Regions from separate parts of the Triticum aestivum genome. Here region 1 is linked to region 2. The links are chromatin contacts, called in public Hi-C maps. All regions are on one chromosome and are shown on one strand. The core of a region is the stretch at or near the end of the contact, and the rest is flanking DNA. Distances in the headings are between cores, read along the strand shown.

What was found. Hi-C and Micro-C count contacts between places; a contact is called where the count stands out from the background.
Region 1: a contact with region 2 is called in a Hi-C map of an unstated tissue, with 7 times the contacts expected there. The contact joins the promoter of LOC123110874 here to the enhancer-like site in region 2. A contact is called at or near these places in 3 of 5 Hi-C or Micro-C datasets (leaf and an unstated tissue).

The regions. Positions count from the first base shown.
Region 1 is chr5B:147,059,494-147,066,081 of IWGSC CS RefSeq v2.1, reverse strand. It overlaps LOC123110874 (protein CLT2, chloroplastic), which reads left to right and starts at 1,591. Exons shown (of 10, transcript XR_006453764.1): 1 at 1,591-1,920; 2 at 2,011-2,156; 3 at 2,438-2,475; 4 at 2,800-2,915; 5 at 3,106-3,205; 6 at 3,287-3,322; 7 at 3,408-3,458; 8 at 3,567-3,695; 9 at 4,016-4,141; 10 at 4,266-4,760.
Region 2 is chr5B:146,711,554-146,718,225 of IWGSC CS RefSeq v2.1, reverse strand. It overlaps the pseudogene LOC123115866. Among protein-coding and RNA genes, the nearest start is that of LOC123110874, 350 kb to the left of the region's middle. Within about 2 kb of position 2,220, at least 1 of the 8 cell types and tissues checked has an H3K27ac peak or open chromatin away from gene starts, as enhancers often do. A contact at or near this core is called in leaf, where this site is marked.

The sequences.
Region 1 (6,588 bases), core at 342-2,841, 350 kb before region 2:
ATCCTATCTTGCAAGTCTATAGTCACCTATTATGTGTTATGATCCGACAACCCCGAAGTGACAATAATCGGGATACTTCTCGGTCATGACCGTAGTTTGAGGAGTTCATGTATTCACTATGTGTTAATGCTTTGGTCCGGTAGCTATTAAAAGGAGGCCTTAATATCCCTTAGTTTCCGCTAGGACCCCGCTGCCACGGGAGGGTAGGACAAAAGATGACATGCAAGTTTTTTTCCATAAGCACGTATGACTATATTCGGAATACATGCCTACATTACATTGATGAATTGGAGCTAGTTCTGTGTCACCCTATGTTATAGCTATTACATGAGGAATCGCATCCGACATAATCATCCATCACTGATCCAATGCCTACGAGCTTTTCACATATTGTGCTTCGCTTATTTACTTTTTCGTTGCTACTGTTACAATTACTACAAAACTTTTATCTTTACTTTTGCCACTGTTATCATTACTATCATACTACTTACTACTAAATACTTTGCTGCAGATACTAAGTTATCCAGGTGTGGTTGAATTGACAACTCAACTGCTAATACTTAAGAATATTCTTTGGCTCCCCTTGTGTCGAATCAATAAATTTGGGTTGAATACTCTATCCTCGAAAGCTATTGCGATCCCCTACACTTGTGGGTTATCAGAGGAGAAGTGGATCTGGGAGGGGGCGTCGAGGAGGAGTGAGGCCATGGGGGCAGGGGAGGCAGGGCGTCACCCTTATCCATTCCCCTTCGACGCCGGCGAGGTGGTCTGGCGGGAGCCCGACTCTGTAGTGACGGGCTCGGGGAACAGGAGAAGACGCCCGTGTGGGGACTGGACCACTGGGCCGGTTCGGTGGCAAGGCCCCGGGGTAGGGGGAATCCTCTTTTTCATCGTCCTTTTAGTTTTTATTGTATTCTAATCCCTTTATCCTTTTTAACACCGTTTTCTATTTATTCTTATATCAACTAAATGGATTTTGTTAATTGTGAAACTATGCACACAATTCGAGCACAATATTTTTAGGCGGCACAAAAAGTTTGGGGACAAAAGGAAATACATAAAATTAGGTTTATATTTAATTGCTTATTTTAACTATTGTTGGACCTTTTATTAATTTGACAAGATTTAATTTTTGGGTCAAATAATGTTGGGCTCAACATGTCAAAGATCAATGGAATTTATAGAATATGGTGAACATTTTAGTTTTACTGTTTGACGAAATAATTTATTTAACTTTATTTTAAATTTGAATTAGGATTTGATTTTTATCAAGTGGTAGTTTGGCTTAGCAAGCCTGATAACATGGCATCATTAGGGGGAGGTCACTTTAGATAACGACTTGAGGTGTTACATAATCTTCCCATTTCTTAAATTTCATTGTTAAATGATTGGGAAATATATCACACTATCCATTAATTCAGTCAACCTCACCACAAGTCCATACATTATTGCCAATTAAGTAAGTCTTATTGACGGGGAGAATAGGCTATGTGTGTGTTAGAGAGAGAGTGCGGAAGAGGGAGGGGAAAGAGTGTGTGAGGATTTGATGGTAAAAAAAATCGTCAATGTCCAAAGGTGTACTAGCAAAATCCGACAATCCAGAAGACGAGAGAATTCCGTACTTTCACGCCAAGGCAAGCAACCGGCCGCCCGCCCGCCGCCATCACCACCGTCCTCCCCACGGTACTTCGGTTCCAAGTTCCGTATCCGCCCCCGCATGGCCTAAATCGCCATCCCTCCACGCCTCGCTTAGTGAGCTCTTGCTTGCCGTACATACATGCCGATGAGCTCCTCGCCGGCGGTCGCGGTCGCGTCTGCGGCCGTGGTAGCGCTGGCTGTCGCTAACCGCGTGCTCTATAAGCTCGCGCTGGTGCCCCTCAAGTCCTACCCCTTCTTCCTCGCTCAGCTCACCACGTTCGGGTAAGCCTCTTTGTGCGGCCGAGGTGCAAGACGAAAGGCGCAGCAGTTTTTGGGCTCTTACTTCTTGTCTGTGCGATTTGAACGTTGCAGGTACGTCGCCGTGTACTTTTCAATACTCTATGCGAGGTACCGCGCGGGGGTGGTGACGCGGGACATGCTGGCACTGCCGAAGATCCGGTTCGCTGTCATCGGCTTGCTGGAGGCACTTGGGGTCGCCGCCGGAATGTCTGCGGGAGGTATGTTTTGTATCTTCTTTTGGTCATCGGATGCTCTTAGTTTGGTGCATATATATACTCCCTCCGTTCCTAAATATAAGTCTTTGTAGAGATTCCACTATGAACTACATACAGATGTATATAGATGCATTTTAAGTGTGGATTCATTCATTTTGCTCCGTATGTAGTCCACCTAGTGGAATCTCTACAAAGACTTACATTTAGGAACGGAGGGAGTACAATTTAGACTGTATTTCTTGTAAATATTTGTGCTAATTGATTGTTTTTCCTGAAACGTCCAGCTATGCTGCCTGGCCCTGCTATTCCTATACTGTCTCAGGTATGAGGTTTTGTTGATTTTCAGCTGTGCCATATTCTTTGACAGCGTTCCCACTTATTTCCTGCATCATTCTCTAGACAAAAACATATTACCTGCATGCCCTTTTATCTCTGCCATCACTAATGGTTAGAAATATTTCCTTTTGTACTGTGATTCTTTGCTCTTATAAATAGTGCAATACTAAAGCATTTCGGAACTGTGATCCTACGGTTGAATCAGCTTTCAATGTCCTAAAATTGTCAACTCCATTTGGTTATTAGTGTCGGAACCTGTTAACTCTGTGCTCTGTTGTCAAAATAATAGTCTTCTGAATGTTCTCTCCAGTCTTTCCTGGTGTGGCAGCTTATCTTCTCTGTGTTGCTTTTGGGAAAGACCTACTCTCTGAGACAAATCATTGGTTGCTTGCTTGTAACTTCTGGTGTGATTCTTGCTGTTGCGAGGTATGTCCTTCGAAATATCTGGTACATTTACGTTAATTGTAGCACAACAAAGTTGTTTCGAGAAAAATCTGCTAGTTATGCACTTATCTATTTCGTAGGCATGCACACTTGTTTGCTGAGAAAAAGGCTTGTGCTATTTTGTACACTAGGTATTTTGCCATAATTAATCATCTCAATGCCTTTACTGTAGTGGAGCAAATGATGGTCATCTTCTATCTGGAGTCAAGTTAATTTGGCCATTATTGATGGTTATTTCATCGGCATTCCAAGCTGGTGCATCCATTTTGAAGGTTTAGCCACTTAAAGTATCACATAACACTCCTTTATAGTTTTGTGACACTTCGGTCAGAAAAATAAATTCTATACTGCAGGAGTCTGTTTTCGTTGATGGTGCAAAACGTCTTAAGGTTTGCTCTCACACTTCATTCTCTATGTGTGTGTGAGTCCATCTTGTTTGTTAGAAAAATAACTGGAGAACCAATATCTGTGCAGGGGAAACGGCCCGACATCTTCGTGGTTAATTCATTTGGGTCTGGGTTTCAGGTGATTAATTAGTTAGCGTAATTTAGCTGTTATGCTTAACTGAACTACCATATTTGGAAACCTTGATTTATGTCATGTATCATGTTTACCTTCCTTTATTATTTGTAGGCTCTTTTTGTCTTCCTTCTTCTCCCATTACTTTCTAATTTGAGGGGGATTAAGCTTGCTGAGCTTTCTGGCCATTTAAATGGTGGTGCTGAGTGCTTCTTAAATGTTGGGGAGAGCCCAATTGGTAATGTAATTTTTCCCTGAGCCGAGTCTTTTGATCAAATTATGTATTTAGAGATCATGATGTACCTCAAATGCACTGGAATGCTTGTAGTGCACTGTCCACTTTATGATTGGGGGTCTTATGTAGCTCTCTTTGCTTTTTGCTATGTGGAACTCTTTGAATGGTAAACTATTAAACTTGAGAAAATTTATTCCATGTCTTCGAAATTTAGGTTGACCCTGCGGTTAGATATATAAGGGTTTCATAGTATTTATACTTGTCCATCTATAACTTCTGTTACCTGCTTACCTTTATTGCTAATTAGTCTGCCATACTTATTTTGTAGATTGTGGAGGTGCTCCATTCCTACCATTGCTATTTATATTCGTAAACATGGCTTTCAACATCTCGTTGCTTAATTTGGTAAAGATGTCGTCTGCCGTGGTTGCTTCACTTACAGCAACTTCCGCCGGTATTTTCTTCCTCTTTTCTCCCCTTGCTCTATTTGTGTTCATTTTTGGTCTACCGTCACTGTATAGACCAAACTGCTTGAGTATCTTCATGACCGCGTTGATGTTGTTTGTTTTCAATTGCAGTGCCAATATCAATCTATATCCTTTCTCTTCCTTTGCCCTACATCCCTCAAGGCGCGGGATTAAGCGCTTCTTTTATCTTAGGTGGTATGGTATTGTTGACGGGTCTAATTCTGTATAACCTTCCCCAATCATCCAAAGAGTCAAAGACTGACTAAAACCTTGTGCAGATTGAGTGTATATTACCACTTCAACCGAAAATCAATTATTGGTTTGGTCCTGAACCTAATATTAGATAACTAGGTTGGTGACGCCACAGTCGATAAGGACTGTTTGTTACGATGCATGAGTACTTGGTATTTCTAATTTGTAACAGAATAGAACTTAGTACATACATGTATGTAAGAAGCTAGATTTGGTAATTTGTGCACTCATTTTCACTTCCCAATGTATAGTGAACTTCCCATCCTAAAGAGCATTGCAAAATCTGCAAGTCATGGTATAAAACTTACCAGTCCATGCCAAATAGCTGTCTAACGGTGAATTGTTTTTCAGTTACGTCTTTGTTATCTTGTTCAAACCTGTGCTTACTGCGATTACGACTTGTGTCCTTAGCTGTTTAGAGCGTCTCCAACAGTAGATTAGAAAACACAGCAATGACAAAATGTTTTTTTTGTTTTGGCGCCAAAAAAGCTCCAACAGCTGACCAATACCTGCATGGCGATCAATTTCTTAGTAATTTGGGACAACGCTAGCTGACCAAAAACCAAAACCGCGGCCGCAGGAACTCCGACCGCCCTGATATAAAACTTCCTGCCGCAGACGCTGTTGTGCCTGATTGTGGTTGCCCTATGCCGCCGCTGCCACTCCCTTGGCTGCCTCGTGCCACGCCGCCACTGTGCTGGTCGAAGCTGGGCGTCTCCTACGGGCGGCGGTGGATCCGCGCGCTTGACACCGCACGCGCGTTCCGCGGCAGCGGGCACCTCTTTCGTGATGTCCTCTCCGTCTCCGCCCTCCATCGCCTGGAATGTCGAGAGGCTCCGGGCCGTCGGCTGGCGCTAGATTCCCACGTCACGGCGACGGCCTGACGTAGTTTTGGGGGCGGGGATGTGGCGACCATGATCTTCCACCTCAACCCAGGTCTTCGGGAGCGATTGGCTGAAGATTGGAGTTCCATTCCCGCTCTGCGGCCAGTGTGGGCTGGCAGCGTACTGATGGGGACACCGGTGCGCGCTTTTGCCACTTGCTTTTTTGTACCACTTAATTTTGACCTTCAAAATTCACTTCGTGATTCCGTGATGACATAACTGGTAGTAGTCGTAGTACACGCATAGGAGGATCAGTGCAGTTGTTATTCCTTAACCGACCAATCTATGGGGAGCTTGTGCTATATGTATCAGTACTATCACTACTTCATAGGTGCTCGTAATTCACGAAGTGACTACGTTGGTGGTACTGATTTCCATTCAGTGTAATGTTTCGCGGTTGGTGCTAGGCTCGATTGTTTTATTTTTTCAAAGATCCAGCAGTTGCTGGCTTTTCATTGATTTAGCAGAGAGCAGATGGAAAACATGGGTATTTTCCCCGAAGGGGCTCTGTAGGCAAGCTGCACCTAGTCATCCTCCATTGCTCCATAGTTCTTATTGCATCAACGATGTCCTCTTCGGTTGGCCTATTCTTTCCGAATATGCAGCTGTTTCTGCGCTGCCATATCTCCTAGCAGATTCATATGACGATGACTCTTATCCTCTTTCGCTGTGTTGGCGCCGACGAAGCAATGATGGTTGACACAATTTCGGTCGTTGTTTCTTTGTTGCTCCACACCTGTGGATCCAGAGCATTGCAGCCACTCCATGCTGCTGCCCGTTTCCAGACTGCTGTCGCCAATGTTGCAGGACCAGAACAAGTGCATCGAGGACTCAAGATTTCTTTTTTTTTTTGAACTTAAAGCTAGAGCATTTTCTACCTTATGTATTCAAAACGGGCTGGAAGGCCCGGATGACCGAGGTCATTTACATGAAGGTCATTTTCGGGTACAGGAATGAAGGTAGAGGAGAAAGAACTAATTTGGAGTAAGAGCATTTGTCCAGAGCAACAAGTTCTGCCTAAAATGCTGCGGGGCGCGCAGGCTCCATAACTGGATCAACTCGATGAGCCGAGTGTATACTTGCCGCTCCTGCCAGAAGGATTCCTCAAAGACTCGAGCGTTCCTGGCATCCCACAGAGTGACCGCACACGCCGCGAACAGTATATGCCACAGCTTGCCATGTATTGCCGTCGGTTGATCAGAACATAGAAAGGATTCAAGCTCTGTAGTGGATGTTGCCAACTCTTGCAACCCTAGCTTTGACCATAAGAGTTGTGCAAGCTTGCATCGCAGCAAAAT
Region 2 (6,672 bases), core at 971-3,470:
AAAATTGGCAACTTAGGTATACGCACAGGACTTGTAAACTGAAACGGAAGGAGTACTAAAGTGAAAGAGCATTGCATCAATCTGACGGAAAACAATATCAGCAACTTAATTGAATATGTTGTAAAAAGAACATAAAGTACTTTTTTCAATTAATGGGGTATTAGGATTGCAGCATCCAACTAATGAATAAGACAAGCACATTTCCCACAATTAAAATTTGACCATAAATTAGATGAGAAAATATAGATTTATGTGATTTAAAAATTATACCACTAAAAAATTCTTTTCAATACAAATGCAACGGCATAATTTTTATGACATGTCGTTCATATTTGATTGGTCTAATTTAGTGTCAAAGTTAAATTTTGATATGCGCATGCGTCTTTTTTTGCGTCTTATTCATTGAAATGGGGGAGTAAGTACAAAAGTTAAAAGAAAACTTTTAGTGCAAAATATCTACTCCCTCCGTTAGGACTACTAGCTATAGCAACTTGTTTCTAGTAGTACGTGTGTGCCCAGTGTAGTACTGCATTTACTTGATGATGTGTCCAAGTGAATCTAAGAGGGATTCTCCGCAGGTGGTCCCCGCAATAAACCGCTTCACCGAGAGCGGTGTTGAATTTGCCGACGGACGTAAGGACTTCGATGCTGTCATCCTCGCCACCGGGTACAAAAGCAACGTGCCATCATGGCTCAAGGTACGTACATACGCGAACGTGTATGTATACTCCTACTCCCTCCGTTCCGAATTACTTGTCGCACATATGGATGTATCTAGATGTATTTTAGTTCTAGATACATCCATTTCAGCGACGAGTAATTTGGAACGGAGGGAGTAGTACTTATTAGCATCATGCATACTGTCGTAAGTCATCCATGCAACGATCAAGAGTATGCAGGAAAATACTCCCTCCCGTTCCTAAATGTAAGTCTTTTTAGAGATTCCACTACAAACTACATACGAATGTATATAGACATATTTTACAGTGTACATTCACTCATTTTGCTCCGTATGAAGTTTATAGTGGAATCTCTAGAAAAACTTTTATTTAGGAACGGAGGAAGTACTATGTTGCTTCTTTTTTTCTAACCTCGGGAAAAGATGCTTATACAGAACATTAATTAGAAACTTCCGCCGATTGTGTCATGCATGAAAAACGACGCATGCATGCGCTATACTTCCTCCGTTCCTAAATATAAGTCTTTCTAGAGATTTCACTATATACTACATACGGATGTATATAGACATAGTTTAGAGTGTAGGTTCACTTATTTTGCTCCGTATGTAGTCTTTTATTGGAATCTCTAAAAAGACTTATATTTAGAAACGGAGGGAGTATGTACGTGCACTGCTCCCTAATCCCTTCTCCCCGTTTCATAAATCCTGTCGTGATTTTAGTCCAAAGTTAACCTAAAACCAGGACAAGAATTATGAAACGAAGGAAGTATGTCCCAAACTGCACGACCCAGGCGTACACTTAACAATAGTCGTCTTCAATTGTGGAATTTTTTTATAACTAATCTAACGAATGATTTAACTAATCATGATATACCATGTGTAATAACGTCTTATATTATGAGATGAAGCGAGTAGTGATTAAATAGTTGTAGAAATTTTATTTATTTATTTTTGCGAGCGAAATAATTGTAGAAGTCTAGCTGCACACTTTCTGGGAGGTTATCAATTTTGGAACGGAGGCGTGTGTATAGTCCTTGTCAGTTCGATGGAGGTATTAGATTTAGATAGGAAGGCATGGGCAGTGACAATGATGCCAACAAGAGGGCGATCGGGACACAGAAACTCATCCAAAAATTGACAATATTGATTGACAGACATGCGTGAACTATGCTATGCGCTCGTTCTATAAATTTTGCGTGCAATTTTCATAAAAGATAAAATCAACGAGTTGTCGATTTGGGCAGCGTGTGTACTTCACATATATAGAAGTCCTGTGTAGCTCGGTGTGTGTTTGTATCATTGTATGTGATCGATGTGATAGCTACAAGCATGTACTTGATTTCCTTGTACCCTTTCTTGCGTAGTTGCATCGATCATGGCGTCTAGTGTAGACTTGGACACATATTTGTTAGCTACTATATGTCCATGTCATGTTAAGCAATCTTTTCATCTTGCAAACTAGCTGTCCTAGCTAGTGATCGAGAATATGCATATAGGGGGCTCTTTGTTTGCATGTTCCTGTCAAGTCGATCTTGATCTCATGCGTGCGTGTATTTCTTTCTTTTTTAGTTGTATTCTTGCTGTTGTTGCTGCACAGTGAGCTGGTCCAGCTAGTGGAGCCCATGCTCGGGCGTTTGGTCCATGCAACAAGGACAGATGCCATAGGGAAACATGAGTAAACAATATTATTGAAACCGAAAGGAATCTATATGAAACATGTGTATATCACGTTTCCTAATAACACTGAATATATAGTAAACCGATGCTATTTTGGTGTTGTGTTCTACTCGCACTGTCGCACATCAATCATTGAGGTATGGTTCCATGCTACAAAAACAGGAGTACAGGACAATGATCAAATGATTGGCAGTTAAGGAATCGTCTTAGCAACTGTAGATGTGTCTCCATGCAAAGGAGACCGCAGCCCTCACTGTTGGGAAAGGGAGGATAAAGTCTTGCCAAAAGGGACGGAGATCTTGCTGGTTTTTTCCTTCCTCCATTTGAGTTAGGTTTTTCTTGTTGAGATCTTCCTTGGAGTTAGGTGTGATGCACATGCCGGCCCATAATGATGTGGTGAGGGCCATGCATCTTTGGTGATCATCATGTGCATGACAACAGTGCTTGCTATCAGTGGCGGACCCAGAAATTAAAGTTAGCTGGGGCGAACATTTAACGTCTAATTTTTTTCGGCACAAATACAACTCTATTCAACCTAAACTCATACTCACTTCGTTCCTAAATATAAGTGTTTTTAGAGATTCCTATGCGGACTACATATGAAGCAAAATAAGTGAATCCACATTTGGAAATATATCCATATATGTCCGTATGTATTTCGTATTGAAATCTCTAAAAAAGACTTATATTTATGAATGGAGGAAGTAGCATTCAACAACAAAAGAATAAAAAGATTTTAAAAACTAGTAAACTGCTAACATGGACTCTTGTTGCTTGAAATCCTCACTTATGCCACAATATGATCCCATTTTAATTTTCAAACGAGATCTACAAAATTGATTGGGGAACTGTTGGGTCTGGCTAGGTCGAGGGGAATGCCCGGAAGCGATTTCCTATCGGAATTGGGAATTTCCTTCTCTGTCGTTCATCTACTGCAGTACAGATCGATTGGGCACTAGCGGGCTGTAGTAACTATAAAACGTAGCCCAGTCCACCAGCGGACCAACCCAAATCTCTTTCTCCCTTAACCCTTCGATGCAGTCACACAGAAACAGATAAACAGCGCCGCCGCCGCCGCTGGCGTTTTGTGTTCTGATGCCTACCGAAGGAAAGATACATACGTGGGGTTCGATACTTCGTTGCCGGCGACCCGGGGCGGCCGCCCCAGCTCGCCCCAATGGTGGGTCCGCCACTGCTTGCTACCACACCCATTGCCCACTCTACCTTTTGTAGGGTGGCCCATCTGGACGACTTGCTTGATGCATCCCATCTGCCTCACCAGATTTGATTTGACGTTGTAGAGTCTATGTTGAGTTCTTCTAATGAGCAATGTGTGTAATGGATGGTTTTCCACATTAGATTCTGCACAAGTCTTTTCATTGGCCCGCCATATTTCATGATGGGCTGCGGGCACCTTTGATTGGCCCACAAGATCAGATTGGGTGACTAATAATTATGATGACCAAGTACTTGTATGTTGATGGGAGTACATCAGCATATTTGTTTATGCTAAATACTAGCACATATGCCCGTGCATTGCAACGGAAAAAACTGATGTTTTGTGCAAGCATAATGTCCTACGGCACCGTATTCACTATGAAGAACATGCTGCAACACAACATCCTTCTACAAAATGAACATAAAAAATACAATGCAATTTAGTTGTATTCGTATTTTCTTTGCCGAGCATAATCTCCCACTGATTCCGTTTAAGTATAATTCTTCCTTTAATTACAATGACGTCTTCACCCGTTTTAGTCGCGAATTAAATTCTTCCTTTTCTAGTTTAGTAGCCCCAAACACATTGAAGCCTATAGATCCTTCCTTTTAATTATCCTACCTTTTTACCTCAAGTCCTTTTCTTTAATTAGGCTCATCTGTTTGAATATTTAATTTATTAAGACCACAATATTTTCTTTTAGTTATTCCTTTCTTCAATTAGCCACATCCGTTTAAATATTTTATTTAAGCTCACAATCCTTTAATTAGCTCATTCACTTAATTAGCTCGCCCTAAAGATGAGGACTGTCACTCGTATATTTAGAGCGAGTTGGGATTGCGAACAAACCTGGCTCAGTCTCTCAGAGATGCTCATAAGGATATGGTGTGCGTGCGTGCGTTCATAGGGATGAGTGTATGCGCTTGCATCTGTACTGTGTTAAAAAAAGAGCTAGTTGGGATTAATAAATGCGAATGGCGCATAGGTCGTTGGTTGTTACATCGAAGATTCAGGCGAAGGTCTTGTGTTCAATTCTTAGATTTATTTTGACCTAATTATTTTTCATTTTCTCTATGAAAGCCCATAAAACGCCCATCAACATACAAGTATTTGGTCCAGATCGCTTAGCGTACAAAAGAACCAAACCAAACCAAGAATACCTATTCCCTTTGAATATTATAAATAGTCACATGCATATTTCAGGAGGACGAATTTTTCAGCCAGAGTGATGGGTTCCCCAGGATGGCATTCCCGCACAGCTGGCGAGGCAAGAACGGCCTCTATGCCACGGGCTTCACAAGGAGGGGTCTCATGGGTTCCTCCTATGATGCCTCCAGAATCGCCGCTGACATCGCAGACCAGTGGACCGAGGCCCTCGCCAGGAATATCACTGCTCACAATAATGCTTGAAACCTAGCCAAGGCCGATGCTCTTACGCTAGTTTCATCGGTTGAACTGTTTCATTTTCGAGTAATGTGTGCGCGTTAGTCGGAACGTGTGTGTATATATGTACCTCCAGCCGTCTAATGGGTTGATATAGAGTTACTACATTATAGTACAGATATATGTATGGAATAATCAGTGAGATGCAAGGTGGCAGGTGCAGCCATGCGGTAGGAGTATTGTGCATTTGTGCTTTCTTGTGGATTGCATTTGTGCTATATCCTTTTCTTTCTTTTTTTTTGAGCGGAATTTGTCCTATATCTCTGTAGTGGGAGTTTTTTTTTTTGAGAAATCCATGTAGTGGGAGTTTTGTCACGGCCTCGACTACCAAGCACCAGGCCATAGTACCAACTGACCACGCCTGTCCAATACACGATTGGACCTGGCCAAATACGTGACTTGAGCCCTCGGAATATGGGCGTGCATAGATGGGACCCCCTATGTGGCGGTGGCGCAGCAAAAGAGCACCCCCGCTCGCTCTGGGCGACCCAGACCAAGACGAGGCGTCCAATTTTTTTCCTCCTGTTTTTTATTTACTTATTCTACCTTTTTTCGCATTTTAACAAAAATTCGGAATTTCCAAAAAAATCATGATTTTTTTTAAAAAAATAATAAATTTAAAAAATATGTTCAAGATTTCAAACAAGTTCACCAAGTTTAAAAAAAATGATAAGTAATTTGAAAAATGTTCACAATTTCAGGAATGTCCATGAAATTGAAAAAATATCATGAATTTAAAAAATGTTCTTAATTTAAATAAATGTTCATTAATACCAAAACATATTTCAAAAACTAAAAAACTCTTATTCGAATCAGAAAATGTTCATCACTTCGAAGAATGATTAGAAATTTCAAATTTTGTTCCCAATTTTAAAAAATGCTAATGAATTTGAGAAATAATCTTGGATCTACAAAAATATTCACAAACATGTAAAATGTTCGTGATTCAAAAATGGTTCATGACTTTTTTAAATAGTGATTTCCAAAAATGTTCCAGAGTTTGAAAATTGTTCAGAAATTTCAAACAATATTTATGAATTCAAAACATATTGCCAGTTAGAAAATTATTTAAACTTTTCAAGAACGTTTGTGAAATTTAGTTTTTTTTATGATTTTGGTAAAATTTCATGAACTAAAAATTCTTTGTAATTTTTAAAAAAGTTCATGAATTTGAAAAAAATGGAAAAGAAAAAAGAAAGAAGACAGCCAGAAAGTTCGCAAATCGGTGTAATGTGGTGGCTCATTAGCGTGGGCGGGGTTGCTTGTATCGTCGAGAGCAATTAAGAGCGCTCGTTCAGGAGCCTCCCCAAGGGTCACTTGGGGTGGGCTGAGAGCGCGACACTTGGCGCGCTCTCTGCCACCGCCACATGTCGCGCTCTTGGCGCTTCGTCTGATTTTTACTTTTTAAATTTTTTCCTCACGTGTTTTCGGCTTTTTAGATGGTTTTTTGGAGGCGTTTTGACTTTTTGATTTTCCATGGTCTTTCTTAGCTTTTGGGGGAAAAAATCACGAAAGAATGCGTTTTCTTTTTCTTTTTCCTTCTGCAAGAGGCACGGAGTTGCTTCCGCGAGAGGCACAGCCGTGCCTCTCAGAAATGGAAAAACGAGTTTTTTTTCCGCGGTTTGCTTCCGCGCGAGGCACGACCGTGCCTCTC